Linked DNA regions of Mus musculus: region 1 is linked to region 2. A link is a contact called in public Hi-C data. All regions are on one chromosome and are shown on one strand. Each heading gives the region's core, a stretch centred on a gene start, on an enhancer-like site or on the middle of the called end of the contact. The rest is flanking DNA. Distances are from core to core; before and after follow the strand shown. Region 1 holds the start of Dach2 (dachshund family transcription factor 2). Region 2 holds the start of Chm (choroidermia (RAB escort protein 1)).

Region 1 (6,558 bases), core at 2,858-5,357, 110 kb before region 2:
CTTCAGTAATTAAAGCATATGACACTAATAGAGTTCTTATCGTTCTTATCATGACTCAGTACTATGAAGGAAATGATTATACATATATGTGTGTGTATGAATGTATAGATATGTATATATGTATACATATATGTATATCACATTTCTTCAGTGTGAATTGCACTAAACTATATCAAAAAGCTATCTCAAGCAATATATTAGGGTTTGTGAAAATAAGAAATTTGAAAATGATCCATTTTATATGAGATAACATAGAAAACATTAAAAATTAAAAACACTCTAGTCAGGACACATACTTTTCACCATGCATTTGACAAAGAAGGAGAAATATATTTGAAAATCAGAAAAAGATAATAGCCAATAGTACCATTACAAAAATAGGACTTCAACAGTATCTTACAAAATTTTATCCATCAAAATGAGTTTCCACTCAACTGAATGTGCACTCTTTATCTTGTACTTTTCTCCTCCCCCACCTTTAGCTCAAAGAGGTAAGTCATGAATCTTTATGAACAAACCTCTTTAAGAAAGTCTACATTGAGAACATCACTATCTTCTTGGGTATGTTTATAGGATCTTCCCCTCCATCTTCTTCTCCTATGACAAAATTCTGCTCTTTACTGCATTTCACTTTTCTTACCGTTTGTCTCACCTACTTTATGCTTTCATCCTGAACCTAGTGCCTTTGTATACCTCTCACTTCTCTTATTACTGAACTAAAGAGTGACAGAACTAGTGTTGACCTAAACACTAACTTCAGATTGCATTTAAAACCACAGATTTTATAAACAATGTTACCTAGAGTAATGAAGCATTTTTATAAGAATGATATTTTGCAATTTTATTAACATATTCATGAGAGTGTTTGCAGCAAGAGAATTTACTAATGTTATATTATCACAAATTATATTTTTCAAGTAATTGTACTTTTCCTCCATTTAAATTTTACTATATATGTACTATGTTTATTTCTGTCTAGTGGCTTTCCTCACTTCTTTATGTGTTATAATCATAAAATAGGTTTCATAATTTTTATAATTATATATTTCAATATTCACAAGGCAATTATTCAAAACATACATTATAAATTGTACCACAAATATATTTTTATATTTAATACTTTTCTATCACAATTTTACAAAAAAATCAAATAGAAATGTTAGCTATACAAATGAAAAGGAATAAATAAAGCTTAATCAGACTAAAACAAGAACCTAAACACATTAAAACAGGATTCCAAAATAGTATAGAACAACCTATCTCAATATAACTAAATAATTTATTATTTATCTCTTTGGCATGTCTCATTAAAAAATTTTTAAAGTTCTTATTTCTAGACTAAATATCAAACTCATAATAAAATAACAATCTGTTTATTCTAAGAGTGAAACTTATAAATATTTCTCAAGAATGAGAATATTAATTATTGAAAAAAGGGGGGAAGGGTCCCTGTATAAAATTTTCACACTAGGAATAACAGTTTGGGGGAGGAGAATGATGAAGAAGAAAAGGGAAGGAAAAAAAAACAAAGAGAGGGAGAGGGAGAAAGAGAGAGAAAAGATGAATATGGCTTTTTCTCTCTGCAATCATTTTTAAGTCAGTGTATCTGATATCAATAAATGAATCACATGGCTTCCATTAGAAGTTCTGGTAACTCACTGAGTCCATGTATTAGTAATATTCTTTGTAATCAAAGTGAAAATTTTCTATTTTCTATAAAATATTTCTATTTTTTTAAACCCATAATTTTGTCTTGCATTGAGAGAGGCTCTTACCCTTTGTGTTTTACTGCATCTACCTTAAGAAATTCCACTTTATAAGCCAGGGTTTTAAGCTTTACATGGGAATCCGGTAGGAGTTTCCCTCTGAACTGGTTCTGTTTAGTTGCTTGAACACAAAAGTTGCTCAGAAGGAACAAGAAAAGGTTCTCTTGTAAGCTCTATAGCAATATTTTGCTTATTGCACTAGTAAGCAACAGTTTGCCTATTAGTTATCGTCAATACATCTCCGCTAAAGACAGCAATTTAGATTTTACAACAGACATGACCCTGTAGTTGCAGGTTCATTCCTCAGACCCAGAAACGCCATCATTTAAAGTTGTATTATGAGACTAGACCTCAGAAGTTCTTTATAAAATGATCAACCATGCTGCTGCTTTACAGCAAAGCTCTTTGCTCCTTTTTCATTGCAATTTCCTGATTTGTACACTAATCTTGTCTGTAAATGATTCCTTTTCTGAGATATTACCAGACTGGAGATGAAACACTAAGATTACTAATTCGTATTTTTGAATGTCAAATAATTCTCAACGGTTTCCTTTCCTAAAATTTTATTCAAAACATCAAACTCAAGTTGCTTCTAAGTGCACATGAACAGAGTCTGATGCGCGTTTAAACTGTGATATCAAGGAGGTACACTTATGACTTGGGAAGGTGGCTATTATTATTTAAACAATCCTCTCTTGGGGGAAATGGGATCCTTTCAACTAACTGGTTTGTCTGAGGTGGAGGAGCTGGCTCATCCTCTAAAAAGAAAAAACAAAAAACAAAAAAACAAAAACAAAAAACAACTACTACAACAACAAAGCCTACTAACTTTTACACCAAGCCTCAGCCTAGCCTGAGCCTCAGCATTTCGTGCCCCACATTAACCTCGGCAGGTGGCCCAGGAGGTAGGATTCCAGGAAAGTGGCATCTGTCCTCATCGTTTGTTTTGTTTTTTGGTTTTTGTTTTTAAATAGGACTCATCATCTACTTTACCATGCACCAGGGAGCTTTGCGCAGCAGGCATGAGCATATGTCCTTGTAGGCACTTGTACAAGCATACACACACACACACACACACACACACACACACACACACACACACACCACCTTCACCACCACAGCACACACATCCCAAACACTCTCACAACAAACATACAGGATGGGGATCGAATCACCCTCTGGGATGGATTCTAGACTTCCGTTCCCTTGCACCCCCTAAATGCCTTTTTCTCGGTTGCCAGCTTAGGAGCCCAGGTTACAGCTCAGCCAGCCCCCATACCCAAGAAAGCCCTTGATGCCCGTGTTCAGAAGAAAAACTATCCGACCCGTATGGCCACAAAAGAGCAGGAAAGAAAAGCAAATAAAGAAAATAACTACCACAACAGCCAAAAAGCCATGCAAAATGTAGGCGAACGGCTGTAAAGTTTCAGTGGATGATTGCTACTGAAGTTTGTGCGGGACTTTTTCAAATTGAAGCCCTACCACTGAAAGCAGCCTAGAAAGGACTGGCAATTAATTTATGAGCCCTCCTAGTTCTCTCAACCCCGCCGATTACAATGCAAAGAAGCAGAACTCAACCTCTACAGACCAAGTTGGATGAGACATGCAGAAGAGGGCTAAGGGGTAAAGAGAGAAAGGCAAGCAAGCAATGAGTGTCTCACCTGGCGTTGGTGCAATCGGTGAACAAAGTTTCAAAGTCTTTCCTGGTGATGAGCTTGCAACGATTCACCCCTGGCTGGATGGCCCCCAGCCCACGGAGGATTCGAACTTGCTCTACAGTGCACACCACCGGAGATATGTCGAGTCTCTTCAGCTTAGTGTACACTGTGTGCAACCCTCCCACCAGGTGCTTGAGGAAAAGGTCAAAGACTTGCGGCAGGCAGATCAGTTCCTGGCCATCCATCAGGAATGAAGCTACCTTCACCCCGTGCATGTCGACCATCCGGCACTCGTTTGTGTTGGTGTTGCTGCTGCCACCGCTGCCACCACCAATCCCGCCACCCAAGACACTGCCGTTATGGTTATTGGCCATGAAACTGTTGATCATGTTAGGGGTTAGGCGAGGGGGCTCTCCTGGAGACGAATACAGGGGTTCAGCCCGGAATAAACCCCCCGGGACGCCGGCGCTGCTGGAAGTTGCAGAGATCACCGGAGGTGCAGAGACAGCCATGGTCACTCTGTCTTGAGCCTAGCTCTTAGAGCCCTAGCTTTCTCTCCCTGACTCCTTTAGGTCCCCTTGCGCTCACTCGCTGACTCTCTCTCTCTCTCTTTCAGGCACGTTCTGACTCTCTGAACTGTTCTCAAGTCTGAAGCGCGCTGGCTCCGGCTCCAGCTCATCCACCACCCTACACACTGTGAGCAGCCTCGACCCGCGGCGGCCCAAGAGCCCACCCTCACCACACCCCCTCCCGAGACTGGCAGCGCCCCCCAGCCAATGGGCCCCACCCCCTCAGCGCCCGAGCCCGCAGAATGGCTGCCGCCAGCTAGGGGTGGAGACTCCCTAGCCAGCCTCTGCCTACCTGAAGCCGTGTGGGACTTTCGGTGAATGGAGGTGGAACACAAGAAGGGAGAAGGGGGCGGTGTGCAGCCTTGCTCACTGCCTGGAGATCAGAGCAGAGAGTCCAATTGTCAGGTCTCTGAGGGGGACCATGCTTCCAGCCTGTCTTCTCCTAAGTGGAGGATTAGAAGGGTCACAAACGGGACTCACAAGTGTGTTTCATTCACCACACACCCAGAGCCATCTCGCATGAAAGTGACTTAGCTCTAATTCAACTTGCACATTTCCCCTAAACTCAGCGGAAAGAAAAGGTGGCTTCTCCCAGTATCCTGGAGAAAGAGTCCAGAGAGTTCACAAGTGAACAACTCGGCCTTTCTCTTACCCACTTAGATCACTGGCTGTAATATCTTCCTTATCCAGCGTCCACAGGACCGCTCCCCAGAATTCTTGCATTCATATCAGAGTTGCTGGTTGAGATCCTGTTACTGCTCAAGGAGGTTTAGGAAGCGCGGTGGGAAGCCTCTGTAACAGATGGGTGGATTGTTTTACAACACTTCCGCCACTCTCTGAAACAGACTAGGGTTGTGTGTGTGTGCGCGCGCGCGCGCGCGCGTGCGCGCGTGTGCGTGTGTGTGTGTCTGTGTGTGTGTGTGTGCATGTGCACGAAAGTGCACCATACCTTACTTAGCCTTGCCCTAACATTACCAAAAGGTTTAAAACAGTATATAATTTATAAGGATAGGGTTTAACACTCTGAACTTGTATATTTTTCTCCCTCACAAAGGTCTCCTAAACCAGTGAATGGCCCAGGCATTCCAAAGGCTTTATTTATATCTTAAATGGTTCCTCATGATTCTTCTTCCCCTACCTACCAAACCTCCCACACTTAGTACATAATACACATTGAAGGAAATATCTGAATAGGGTACCTGCCTGAAGAAAAGCATAGTCATTTCCATACAACATATCATATTTAAGTCACCTTAGCCAAGTTGTTTTAAATTCTTTGTCAAGGTTTTAATGAGCTGCAAGGTATTTCCTTTACTATCTTCTAGAGGAGCTGGTAGTTATACAGTGCATTAAATTCAGGTTACATTTATTTACAAAAGCTACCACCCTCATAGCTACATAACTTCTCTGATATTCTTCCAGAGCATAAATACTTTTAGAAACATGCTGAGCAGGGCAAGTGAGTGTGTTTTTTTCCCCACGTCCTAAGTTGAAAATGTCCTATGGAAGGTATATATGTCTCTCTTTCTACCATTTGTTTGTTTTTTTCCTTCTGTCATTTCATTAAGCAAGTATTACAAATTTCCTTTTGAGTTTCTTCATAGTGTTCTATTTCAAATTGAATGAGGTCAAAATGTGAAGATCTCACGATGACAGTGGCTTTTGGAATACAGGAATAAGCAACTCTAACATAATAGATTGGAATACATTCAATCACAAATCATTTTTAAAGGCATGAAATTGTTTCTGCTTACTTGCTACGATCTTGGGAGAAAAATGAGAAGAAATAAGGGCACCAAAAAGATAGAAAGAGAAAGAAAAGGTTCCCAGAGAATGCAGTGGTTTGCAAAGACAATATAACAGCACCACCATACTTTTTAGTATTTACTAATTGTTCCTTTATTAAAAAAAAAACACAAAAAACAAAAAGAAACCTAAAATCTGTACAAGAGGTGTTTGAATGGGATGTCTATTAAACAATATGTTGAAATGTACCTCTGGTGTTGTTGCAATAAAAACTTCCAAAAGAATACATTTTATGCCGAGTTTTATTTGAGAAAACTCTACACTGATGATCCTAAGATCAAGCACTTCCCTGTGTATGGCTGCAACTACAATATAAAAGGCTTCCTTTTACAGTAATTGGAGGTTTTTAGCAATAAGATACTATAAGGATGTGTGTACAGGTACACGAGAGCCCACCATACCTTAGTCTTGCCCTAACATTACCAAAAGACTCAAAACAGTATAGAGTTTATAAGAATAGAGTTTAACACTCTGAACTTGGTGGCTTTTTTCTCTCTCACAAATGGGCTCAGATGTTTGGATGTTTTATATTTTAAAAATATGATATAAAATGAAACAGGTAGAACATTCACTAAGACTGTAATCATTTCTTATATTAGAAAAACAAATGCATTTTGGTGTTAGAAAAGACACAAATTAAATGTTATACATTTAAAGTGTCTATCAAGTTTATAGCAATGTTGTAATTATCAAATATTAATGCTAAAATTCAAGTAGAATTGATAAAACCTCAAATTGACTGGTAATCATTGAAGGATT
Region 2 (5,965 bases), core at 145-2,644:
AGGTTGTAAGCTTGCCATATGGGTGTAGTCTGTGATCTTAATTATTGGGCTACATTTCTATACTCTCCTTTATTTTATTATTTTTAACTGATACATAGAGTTGTGCATAATTCTGTGGAATCATGTGTTCTTTTGAAACATATACATTAGCTAATGCTTTAATAATGTTTAATGTATCCCTTCCTTGTTATTAAGCATATTACCTAGAAGTTGAGGAGATCATTCCTTGCTGAGGGAAAAGCTAGAGTGTGGAGGTCACAGAGATTGAGAAGAAAACAGTGTATGGAGAACGATAAGTAGATGACATCCCAGATAGTAGATGGTTTAAAGGATTGTCACAGTACCACATCTTGCATTCAAATTTATTTTGAAACTCTTGGAAATAACTATAGGAATAATTCCTCAGATTAAAAAAAGTACTTTACTTACTCCAGTGTACCCCTCTGCCTATTTTTTTGCTTTACTATTTTCAGACAAACATACTTTTTAAATAAGGTAGAATGGGAGCTGACAGACCTTGAAAATGCTCATAAGAGTTATATTAACTGCTTGGCATAGACAGTCTTAAGCTCCCTTATCAAATATACCCATTTCTATATTAAGTCTATTTTATTTTAATCATTTCTCTGCAACGTCGTAGGAGAAACTTGTTTGGGTTTTTCTTAATTTGGCAGAAAGTCAGATTCTGAAACAAAAGATTTATTAACCGTCTACTATTCTTTAATACTCTTTACACTCCCAGTCCCCCACTCTCACCTCCATCTCTAAAGCAAAGTTAATGTTGCAACTTACATTGCTAGGAGGCTCTTTGGAATTCCATGAGGAATTTCATTCTGTGGAAACTAGGCAACGATTTTTTTCTTTTCTTTTTTTTTTCTTTCTTTTTTTCTTTTTTTTTTCTTTTCTTTTCTTTTTTGGTTTGGTTCTTTCACTGAGAAGGCACAAATACAATAATTGGACAGTACTGGTATAAAATGAAAAGAGAGGTCTCAGGCTCTAAAAATACAAACACACTCTAGGGTAACAGTTTTCCTGGCCTGAATGACTCCTTTGTTCAAAGTGAGCCCTTTTGAATTGATTACTGACTGAGCGTCTCTGACCAATTTTTGCTTGGTAATTGTCAAAGGGGTATACAGACTTGCCTCATTCATCCTTGCTTGAGGAGTCGAATACTTACATTTCTTTTCCATATCAAACCTCTAGGATAAATAAGGTGTTTCACTGAAGTCTGTGAAATAAATAGAACTTTTAACATTCGCAATAACATTTTAAAAACTACTCTGTTGTCGCCTACCTGCACCCGCGTCTCTAGAACTACAACACCCAGAATGCACTGTTTTTCCTTCCGCTTTCTACCTAGGGAGTGCCTTAGAAATTCACATCTACAAACTACAGTCACATGACACGTTTCCTGTCAAGATGGCGGATAATCTCCCTTCGGACTTTGATGTGATCGTAATAGGGACGGGTATGTGTGGCCCTGATTTTTCCTGGACAAAATATAGGAGATCATTCTCGCTTTTTATTTTCTCTGTCAGTGGTGAGGGTTGGCGAGAAACGGCGGGGGTCGAGCCTGGGAGGGAGGACAGAAAGGAAGTGAGGTAGTGTGGAGTCAGCGCAGGACTTGGCAGCTCCAGGGAGGGGCTTGGACCCGCGGTGTTTTGCGCCTTTTGAGTAGGGGTCGATCTGGTCGATGCCGATTGCTGAGGTTGGTTGGTGCGGTGATTCCTGTTAATTTCCTTAGAGGAGGGTGGGTTTGCAGTGTCATGAGAATGGAGGGTCGGGATTTGATCAATGGAGACGCCATCGGCACAAATAATTACCACCTTCCCTCCTTGTTGATTTCAAGGTTATATTCCCTATCGTTTCGTGTCGCCATTTCTTAGGACACCCCCGCCCCCATATACTTACATGATTCTAGGGTACTTTGCAGCTCAAATGAAGCTTAATTTACAGTTTTATAAGAATGATGCTCAGTCGTTATCCGTGTGTATTTTTATTAAAGGAAAGGAAACGTATTCTTTTCTGTCGTCTTGGGTAGCTTAATTTTTTTTCTTGAGGTAGCCCCTATTCCTGCATTACGAAGTTTAAAGCATCCTAGTTTATGATGCAGACAGGAAGCATCTTGTTTCCTGTCACCCATCCATACACCACAACTAGATGTTCTGAGAGTAAGCTCCAGTTTTTCACATTCCGTGTCTGACCTCAGCTTCTCCTTGCTTTTCCATCATTAGCTCTCCATGTTTTGGGTGGAGCCAGAAATCCTTTTCAGCTTCTAGTTGACTAGTTATCCTAATAACACTTGGCAACAATTAGCAATTCTTTCTTAACTATAAGGGATGTAGTTTGCATAGGATAAAAGAGAGAGTTTGGGGAGGGCGGGGAGTCTACTGTCTTAGAATGTGGTAGGCCACAGAAGCTTTGGTGAATGGGGTCCTGTCCATTGTGTTAATGAACTCTGTTTGCTTTCTTACCAAACAGTAAGAACAGCCACATTTTCAGGTTTAGAGTAAAAATAATAGCAACCCATTTTGGAATGCTTTCCATTCCCTACTCAATGGACTAAGCACATAATATAATACGGACAAAAACCTTGCTAAAATTGGTAATCTTTTCAGTACAGAGAAGAGAAGCAGCCTGGAAGTCTCAACTTGCTAAAATCACACAGCTAGTAAATGTCCAAAGGCCAGTACAATCCAAGAAATGGATTTCGGGTTTTTTTTTTTTTTTTTGACTAAAAATTGAACTATTATCACAAATACCAGACATCATGCAATGGGAGAGTCAGATACACACAGCCTTTCAATGTCCGCAATCTTGAATATAAGGAAGGTAAATCTGATAGCCTTTAAGGTGTTCTTGAGAACACAAATTCTCCTATTCTAGATGTCCCTCTAATAGTTCTCAAAACAGTGGGGATGGGGGGTGTACTCCCAGCCTGAAGATAGCTGCATTGCAGCAGCCAACCTGGTTGGACCTGCATTGAGGAGATGTTGAAGGAGACCTTGAAAGACTCAGTAGAACCCTCACTCTCCCCAGTCTGCTTGCCTAAAACTGAAAATGCCATCCATTTTAGAATAAGTCTTTTCAAAATTATACTTGAAGTCTATATTTATTTGGGTGATGTGTGTTATTTTTATTAAATATTTTAATTCTTTTAGATCCATTAAAAGTGGAAACATTTGTTGAAAGTCATTTTTAAAATAAGAATCATTCTTATGATTTCAATCATTGCTTTTAATTGACTTCATTTTTAAAGCATTGTGATTTCTTTCTCAAATACATCATCGAGGATGGACTTTAAATGTATTGGCTTTATTAAATTAGTACTTAGGTAACTTATAGGAAAAGCAGTATTTTATAACTTCAGTTCTGTTATCAAAAGCAGAATGAAAGGATGTCATTATAAGAAAGAGTAAAGGCATAGGCTGTGAGTTGTATCTCCCTGTTAGCAATTTTTAGTTAAAATGTCATCAAAAGACATTCATCAAGTAGAATCATCCAAGAACATTTTAAGTTTGTCAACCTTATTACATATTTACTTTTTGCATGACATTGTTTAAAGCTTTCCTTTAAGGTCATATTTTCAAGATACTATGGGAAAATTAGATCACAATACCTAAAGGAAGAGAATTAAGATACAGTACTTGAATTGTGTGGGGAAGATTAAAAGAAAATAGATTAGAGGAAAACCAATTGGAATCTCAATGGGGAGGGAAAAGGACATAAAATTCGGAGAATGTGATCTTTGGCTTCGGTACATAATTGTCATTTCAGAATAGCTTGGCATTTAAAGTGTAATTTTCGTGACAATTTTGTGGGGTGTGGAAAAGTTATCATTGGGTACAGATCCTGAAGGTGATTTTCTGGTAACTTGTATTACCTCCAGCAAAGCCAAGAAGTTACAAGTGCACAAGGAATCTACGTTATAAGGGTGGGTTATATGATAATATTGATATATGTCATCTACAGGGGCATTCTTCAGCTCTTGGAATATATTATTATTTTAGAAAGAATTCTAGCATGCTTAGAATATACTATAACCACCTCATTTGGAGGCATATATGGTTATCAAGAATATGTTTGGGTGGTGCTGTTAGATGTACAACTGACTGACAGTTTCTGTCTATATAAGAAAGTGACTACATGAAGTGGCGTAACAGTTTGACATTTATTAGTGTAAACACACACAAATACACATGATCAATATTTGTGATACTTGACTGCTATCAAGTACCTACTCTTGTTGTAGTTGTAATATTTAACATATTGTCTTTTCTTAGGAACTTTTTGGACTTTCTCAGAGTTAAAATTCTAAATTTTTTCTTAAATCCATGGAAAATTTCATGTCATTGGTTATTTATGCTTTCAGCACACCATGTAGGAATTTGGTCTGCATGTTATTCTTTCTTAACTATGATGCTTTATCTTTGGACAGAAATTCCACCTCTAAGATACTATGTAAGCTAGCTTATTTAATTTCTTAGATATTTCCTTAAAGAAGATAGATCTGTTCTCTTTTTCCACTCCCTCCCTTCAGTCTTGTACCAGTGGTCCTTGAACCTGGGCCTTTGCATATGCTATGGATGTCCTGTACTGAGTTACATCCCCAGCCTTATTGAAGAACTGTGTAGCTAATGCTTCTCTAAAGGAGTTAGAATTGTATGTAGGTAAAACTATATATATATATATATATATATATGTATATATATATATATATATATGTGTGTGTGTGTGTGTATGTGTGTGTGTGTGTATAAATTATATATATAATTTATATATAGCTGCCTTTTTAGGAATGTTCATGTAAATAGTACAATACCATTCTTTTTTTTCCTTGTATAGTTTCTTTATTTACATTTCAAATGTTTTCCCCTTTCCAGGTCTCCCCTTTGGAAATCTCCTATCCCATCCCCCTCCCCCTGCCTCTGTGAGGGTGTTCACCCACCTCCCCCCACTCCTGTCTTCCTACCCTGGCTTTGCCCTACAATGGGACATTGAACACCCTCAGGCCCAATGGCCTCTCCTCCCGCTGATGTCCAACAAGGCCATCCTCTGCCACATATGCGGCCAGAGCTATGGGTCCCTCCATGTGTACTCTTTGGTTGGTAGTCCATTTTCCTGGAGCTTGGGGTGGGAGGATCTGGCCAGTTGACAGTACAGTACCATTCTTGATGTTTCAAATTGCAACATTGATGTAGTTAATTTTGTCTGGCCTCTCATTCAAGGATTTTTAATACTTCTGATAGCAACAGGGTACCATTTCTAAACCTTGAGGGATAATAATTTTGCAGGAAATGGTGTTAAAAACTGATATTTGCTAAATTGCATGGAAGCTAGGCTCAATACAAGTGACTTCCCATACTTACAATTTAGGATGTTTGTGTGTGGTTCTGTTATCACAATGGGCACATATTCCTTCCCTATATCTCCATTCTTATACCTACTGAATGGCTTTTGTTTTTAAATTGCAAGTTGGTACTTCTCTGTAATTCATGAATGTATGCTAGCCCTTAAATGGAGTATATCATAATACATATAATAAACGATGAAATGCATATAATAAATATATTATCTTTATACACACAAAAAATAATGCCTAGAAAACAGTAAGCAACTTAATTAATAGTATATAAAATTGAAAGTAGTATTTTTTTTTTTCGAGACAGGGTATCTCTGTAGCCCTGGCTGTACTGTCACTTTGTAGACCAGGCTGGCCTTGAACTCAGAGATCCACCTGCCTCCGCCTCGAGAGTGCTGGGATCAAAGGTGTGCGCCACCACACCCAGCTTTGAAAGTAGCATTTCAAAAGTCCTTTAGATTCATCAGTGTTAGACTGTAGTGGTTTGAATATGTTTGGCCCAGGGAGTGGTACTATTTGGAGGTGTGGCCTTTTTGGAGTAGGTGTAGCCTTGTTGGAGGAAGTGCAGCTTTAAGAGCCTTGTCCTAGCTGCCTGGAAGCAAG

The links. A called contact is a pair of places that touch in the nucleus more often than the background predicts.
Region 1: a contact with region 2 is called in a Hi-C map of Sertoli cells, with 5 times the contacts expected there. The contact joins the promoter of Dach2 here to the promoter of Chm in region 2. A contact is called at or near these places in 5 of 39 promoter capture datasets (the C10 cell line, cranial neural crest, maxillary cranial neural crest and 2 more), 8 of 484 Hi-C or Micro-C datasets (Sertoli cells, Th1 cells, Th2 cells and 4 more) and 1 of 9 other capture datasets (adipose tissue).

The regions. Positions count from the first base shown.
Region 1 is chrX:113,295,805-113,302,362 of GRCm38.p6, reverse strand. Dach2 (dachshund family transcription factor 2) reads right to left here and starts at 4,107. Exons shown (of 13, transcript NM_033605.2): 1 at 3,428-4,107. The coding sequence starts at 3,936.
Region 2 is chrX:113,180,944-113,186,908 of GRCm38.p6, reverse strand. Chm (choroidermia (RAB escort protein 1)) reads left to right here and starts at 1,394. Exons shown (of 15, transcript NM_018818.2): 1 at 1,394-1,468. The coding sequence starts at 1,420.